Regions from separate parts of the Rattus norvegicus genome. Here region 2 is linked to region 1. Evidence: chromatin contacts called from public Hi-C data. All regions are on one chromosome and are shown on one strand. Each heading gives the region's core, a stretch centred on a gene start, on an enhancer-like site or on the middle of the called end of the contact. The rest is flanking DNA. Distances are from core to core; before and after follow the strand shown. Region 1 has its middle 570 kb from the start of Fam181b. Region 2 has its middle 650 kb from the start of Fam181b.

What was found. A called contact is a pair of places that touch in the nucleus more often than the background predicts.
Region 2: a contact with region 1 is called in a Hi-C map of liver, with 6 times the contacts expected there. The contact joins two enhancer-like sites. A contact is called at or near these places in 3 of 12 Hi-C or Micro-C datasets (kidney and liver).

The regions. Positions count from the first base shown.
Region 1 is chr1:157,149,181-157,152,331 of GRCr8, reverse strand. No RefSeq gene overlaps it. Among named protein-coding and RNA genes, the nearest start is that of Fam181b, 570 kb to the right of the region's middle. Within about 2 kb of position 1,516, at least 1 of the 93 cell types and tissues checked has an H3K27ac peak or open chromatin away from gene starts, as enhancers often do. A contact at or near this core is called in liver, where this site is marked.
Region 2 is chr1:157,231,242-157,234,392 of GRCr8, reverse strand. No RefSeq gene overlaps it. Among named protein-coding and RNA genes, the nearest start is that of Fam181b, 650 kb to the right of the region's middle. Within about 2 kb of position 1,547, at least 2 of the 93 cell types and tissues checked have an H3K27ac peak or open chromatin away from gene starts, as enhancers often do. A contact at or near this core is called in liver, where this site is marked.

The DNA.
Region 1 (3,151 bases), core at 267-2,766:
GGCCTCAGGGAAAGAAATGAATGAAACTGACATTCTAAGGTAAGCAGGATTGCTACTTAAAAACATATATCCAGACACATCGATAATGTAGACATCACATTCACACATCAGGCTGGTGGAATGGTATTTTCTACAAGATCATATAAGTAAAAAACAATTTGTAAGGTGACAAGAAAGAGTTTCCCCGTGAGTTCAAAAGGCATAAAATAAGTAAGTGGCTTGCCTCATCTTGTGAATTGTTGTGAATTGTCAATTGGTCCTCTGTCAAGGATGAATGCAAGAGATAACCTAGGCTAGAATTTTGGTCTGTCTGATCCTATGTAGGTCTTGTGCAGGTCTTATTCAGGTAACAACAGTTGTAGTTTCATGAGTGTAATAGAAAGCCATATCCAGAAAATGGCATTTCACAGGACTCTGTACATATACAAGATCTCTTTTCTCTATTCTTTTTTTTAATTCTTTTTTTCGGAGCTGGGGACAGAACCCAGGGCCTTGTGCTTGCTGGCAAGTGCTCTACCACTGAGCTAAATCCCCAACCCCCCTCTTTTCTTTATTCTTGAGAATAACATACATAGATGTAATGAAATACAATCACATGTGGATTAATTTTCTCCTTCAACTCTTCCTATATCCTCCCTTACATGTCAGCTTCCTATATCCAAAGCTTCCTAAAAAATAAAATTCTAAGTCTAATGAGTGCTACATATGGGGATGAGTGGGAGGCCATCCTTTGGGATATGGAAAACTTACTAGTGACCACACATTCAGCATCCCCCTTCTTAAACTATCAGTAGTTCTTCTACTTGGGATCTGGGCCCTGAGATCATTTCCCCAACCCATGCTAAACTTTTGATTATGTAGAACTTGTGTAGGTTTGAGATTTTTTTTGAAAGGGGGGGGCTATCTATTTAGGGTCATAGAAGGTAAGCATAGCACTGCCTTCCTAGTTATATGTATACATAGACACTTAATTCAGTACTAATCAAGATGGTTCCAGCTAAGACCTTAAATACAGCAGTGACACAAAAAAGGACTAGATTAAAAGGCAAATTTAATGTATATATAAAATAAATGTAGATGACAAAAGAGCCTGAAAATTTTAATACCATGCACAAGTGTTTAACAAGGTAGTACACATGTGGTAGAAGACATAATTGACACAGTGAGTAAAACCCTTGATCTTTTGTATATTTACAAAAGTAACTCCACAAATCCCTACTTGCAACACTCTCAACTCTTGCAATCTCCTGCTGTAGCAAAATGACTTAGTGCTCATTGAAGTCATTTCAATTGAAAAGACTTTTCAAATATAACAGTTTTGCAGAGAATGAACTTCTTAACGATGTGTATATTTTGTAGCATTCAATTTAATTTACAGCTCAATGAACTTGTCTCTGGCTGTCTGAAACAAACGCTTTATATTTACTTCTTTTTCACCTCAGCTTCCCGTTACCGATCGTGAACACTAATAAAGTTTAACAAGAGTTGTGGCTTCCTGACCAAGCATAATCTTGTTTGTTCATCAGTGATAGAGCAGAGAGTACCATACTCACTTGATACAGAGACCACACTGAACAGAGTAATGCAGAAGTACATATATTAGTTTTAACATCTTTATATTATTCTTAAAATTTTGTTAATGCTAAGGTATTGGAGCATAACTTCAACTACATATTAATAACAATAAAAATCTTTGTGTTCAAGTCCTAGAATCTATTTACCTACCTTAGATGGACTTGGTTATATAGAACCCTATAAATCAACTAACAGCAGAAGAAAGATACAGATATAATGTATATGTGTATGTATGTATATATGTGTATATATACATATTATATTCAAATATGATAAATTTAAATGTTGTACAGTTAACTTAATAGGGCTAAAAGTGAGGCAGGATAAAAGATAGAATGAAGAGGGAGCAAGAGATAGAGTGGAGAATAGAAGAGAAAGACAGAGAGAGATTACTAGGTAATAAAATTTTATTTTTTCTGAGCCCTTAAGAAGTTTCCTTTGCATGCTATAGGAAGCAAACCCCTGGGTGTGGGCGGATAGTTCTTCATTTCATGTTCAGTTATATGTTGGTAGAGCTGTGGCTTCAAACACTATTTGAATTTCCACATAAGTTGGACAACGCCATTGATTCCCCTGTATATCCTGTCCTAAGGCCAATAGTAACATCACAAGTGATGATTTTATCCATCCCCTGTTTTGCCCTTGGCATCATCTTTTCACTGAGAAACAGAAAATGAAAAAAATAAACACACAACTTAAGCTCTGGGAGAGAAAGCCAATTCAAAGATAAGACCTACTGTTTATCTTCAGTCTGGTAATCTTTCCTCCATCAGCTAGGACAGGTAGAATATAAAGATTTGTTGTTGAATCTGATCCCCTTGGCAGAATGGTGTGTGTGTGTGTGTGTGTGTGTGTGTGTGTGTGTGTGTGTGTGTGTGTGTGTGTTTTAAACTTGTAGTCCTGCTATTATATATGCATAGCATATCAGTGCTATGTAAAATAAAATTAAGAACTGGGATGTCTCTGAGCTCCATGTTTTCCCTCCTGTACATTATTTATCATTCCAACTATTAATTCCTAAAACCCCAAATTGGCTTCATTGTTATATATTGATGATCTAGTGATAAGATGATCAATATCCATGCCATTTACACTGAACTAGAAGCTCCATATTTTGATAGTTCTCATTAAATCTGATCCCTGTGTCTAGGTCAACTTTTGAAATCGTGTTTGTGATAGATAATCTTTGTTTCTGATTTAAATGGGATTAGAATCACCATGGAAAGATACCTCGAGGCATGTCTGTGAGGATATTTCCAGAACTGTCTAATTGAAGAGAGAAAAATGATGCTGAATGTGGATCTCACGAGCTGAGGTCTCAGATTTGAATGGAAGGAAATATGTGAGCTGATTCCTCAATCAAGGCACAATGTGGCTAGTCATTTCCCCTCATTCTCTTGCTGCCATTCCCTCCATGCCTTAATGAACTGTGTGTCCTCAAATTTAGAGCAAAAATAATCCTTTTTTCTTTAAATTACTTCTTTGGGGATGTTTGGTTACAGAAAGAGAAAAGAAACTAATTCTCTATTTCTAGAATCACAATCCCTATTACTTTGATATTTGACTCTATTCCGAA
Region 2 (3,151 bases), core at 298-2,797, 82 kb before region 1:
AGAGTTTTAAACAATTATATCCCTCAGTATTATTTGGGGTGGGGAGAGAAGCAGCACCTGGCGAGTGATTTTTAACTAGTCCAAGTATTGGAGAAAATTGGCTAGGTTGTTTTTTCATACTTGCACTGGTATTTGACAGGGAGAACATTCTGGATAAGGAGTCCAGTGAATCTGGCCTGGTTCCTAGCTGTGTGACTAAGGTGAAAATATTGAACCTTTCTGAGTCTGTGTCTTCACTGCCACAATAGGGAATCATAGTAAACAAAGATAGATGAACTTTTCGTTGGTGTTAAGAACATAAAAGGATAAACTTCAGTGTAACCTGTAACCTTATTTCCACCAAAGATGAATTTTATTTCAAAGTACTGTAAAAATTTGGTCTAGGATAATACTCCCCTAGTCTTTTGCTACTTAAGGGGCTTTGCAAAATATTCTTATTTTAGTTCACAACACTACATCGCATTCCATTTTAATGGATCTGAAAAAAAATAACAGTATTACTTAAGTGATAAAGAGGGAGTCGGGGACTCCATTTCTGTTATAATCTAGGCTTTCTTTTATTTTTAAGACAGTTGTTGCACTTCACTGCGCCTCAGCTAGAAAATGATGGGAAAAAGTTAGATCTAATATATAACTTTACTATGAAAACCATAAAGTAGGAATAACAATTCACTGTATTTTCTTCTCTCATTCTCATGCTTGATGTGTCTATTATTCACATTGCTTTTACAAGTTTCATGGAGTCAGCACTGCTCACACCCCATTGACTCCGTTGAAAAGTAATCCATAGAGGAGATGGCATCATTAAGACCATGTTCGGAGACAAGGAGACTAAGTCTTAGGTTAAGTGGTATGCTCAATGTCAAAACTTATAAGTGAAAGACCAGACACAATGCTCAACATGCTCTGCACCAAAGGAGATGTTTGTAACAGTTTTTACGGGAGCCTTGAAACCTGAATGTTTATGGAAGTATAACTTGGGCGGAAAGAAGATCTAGTCACACCAGTGACACATTTTATAGCCTAGTATGCAATGTCTTTCATGTTTGTTTGTTTGCTTGCTTTTATTTTGAAACATAGCTTTTCTATATTATCTAGGCTGGCCTTCACCTTGTAGACTCACATTATGCTGTTCTGGAGGACAAGTGAATAATACAAATATTTGCAACAATACCAGGATTTAATGGTATCTGGGTCAGTGAAAATCTGAGACAAGGAAAAGTGGAGTATCTTAACAAAGGTATCATAGCTGTTAAGGTAAAAGATATGACTCAAATTAAGATGTCCTAAAATACTGCAATATGCTTCCTGGAAGTCATGGAGAAAGATTATTTTCACACTACTCAAGAAAATAAAATTTCCTTTAATGAAATAGAGCCTGTAGATGTAAATGTTGTTTGTTCAATAAAATGCTTGCCACAAATCATGGAGACCTGAGTTGGAATATCAACAGCAACATAAAAAGTGGGGAATCGTGGTATCTATAGTTCTAGTGCTGTGAGGAGCTCACTGTAGTGCTAGTCTAGCCAACTCAGTGAGCATGGAGGTCAGGGAGAGGTCAACAAAATGAGAGAGAGAGTGTCCAAGACAGACAGACAGACAGACACACAGACAGACACACAGACACAGACACACACACACACACACACACACACACACACACACCTGTACCACATGTGAACAAGCAAGAATAGAGATACCCAAAGAATGTGTTATGTGACAATAACTAGACAGGATATTGCTTCCAAACATTGACCTAAATCTGATTTAATTTTTCTTCAATCATTTTTTCCAAGATTGTCTTATTTAATTTCTTACTATTTGCCTTCTGCTCAATTAGTCTGAATTATTCACTCATAGCTGTTACAAAGTTTGACCACGATTATAAAACTAATAAATATCAGAAGTACTATGAACCTCAATTCTACATTGGTATGTTGGACTTCGACATTTGTTGAGTCTGCTTTCTGTCTCTCACAGAATTCCTTTTATCTTAATCAGGCAGGCTGAGCAACCTTTCTCAAAAGTTTGGTTTTTTTTTTAAACTTTAACTAGCAAAGGTGGAGGTTTTATGTTTTTGCAATTATTTATTGACTTTTCCCGGTAAACAACTGGTGAGAGTGCAGAGTAAGAGAGTCAGCATGCTCAGCTCAGCTCAGCCCTGCCTGAGACACCTGCATCATGAACCAATGGAGTGTAACGATCGTAAGAGACAGAAGTCGTGAATGACTATCAAAAAAAAAAGTTTTCTCAACATAGCAGAGCGGTTGAGCATAGATATTTCCAACAACTGAGGCAGCTTACACAAGACCTGTAAAACCTCGAACCAACACGATTCTAGGTGAAAATAAATAGGCATGAAGGCCCACCACTAACAGAGAAGATATTGGCAGTTGATAACTGTTGACAAAGGGAGATTGTGTTTATTAAGGATGTGGTTGTGGGTGTGTTAACCATGTACCAGTGAATAGGACACTTAAAAAGTATACTGCCATTATAATTCTACTTAATGTGTTTTAAAAATAAAAGAGCACATTTGAGTGAATTGGAAAATGGGGACAGTTCTGGGTGGAGTTTAGGAAGTGATAAAATTATATCTGAAATCCTCAAAGAGCTAATAAAATTATTTCACTCCAAAACTTAAAGTGTTATTAGAGTTCATTGATATCTAGGTTTGGAAATACTTGGGAAAATCTTTAGTATTCTTTTACACAAGGTAATTTAAAAAATAAAATGATAGGCTATAGTAAAATTTGTTTTAGTGCTTTTAGATCAGTATACAAAGTAACGGAGCTCCATACAAGTTTGGTTTTGTTTATCTGCTTGCTTTACTTCCCTTTCTGAAATGCCTGCCCTGTCCCTTGGTATCCATGAATAAGACCAAGCATCTCTCTGACAGTACACCTCATGGACAATGGACACTATACCTCATGGGGCACTAATTATATCCAAGATCCATTTGTCCTCTTCATGTGGGGCTAATGCACAAAGGGCAAAGGATTTATAAAATTAACATGTGTACATGGGAAAAGCAATTTTAGATAAGTCTTATCTATGTTGCTGACATTATCTTTAAAGCAAAATCTAATTATTTAGTAATAGATACAGAAAAATATTTTGATTTAGACACTAATAAGAATAGCACTCGGGG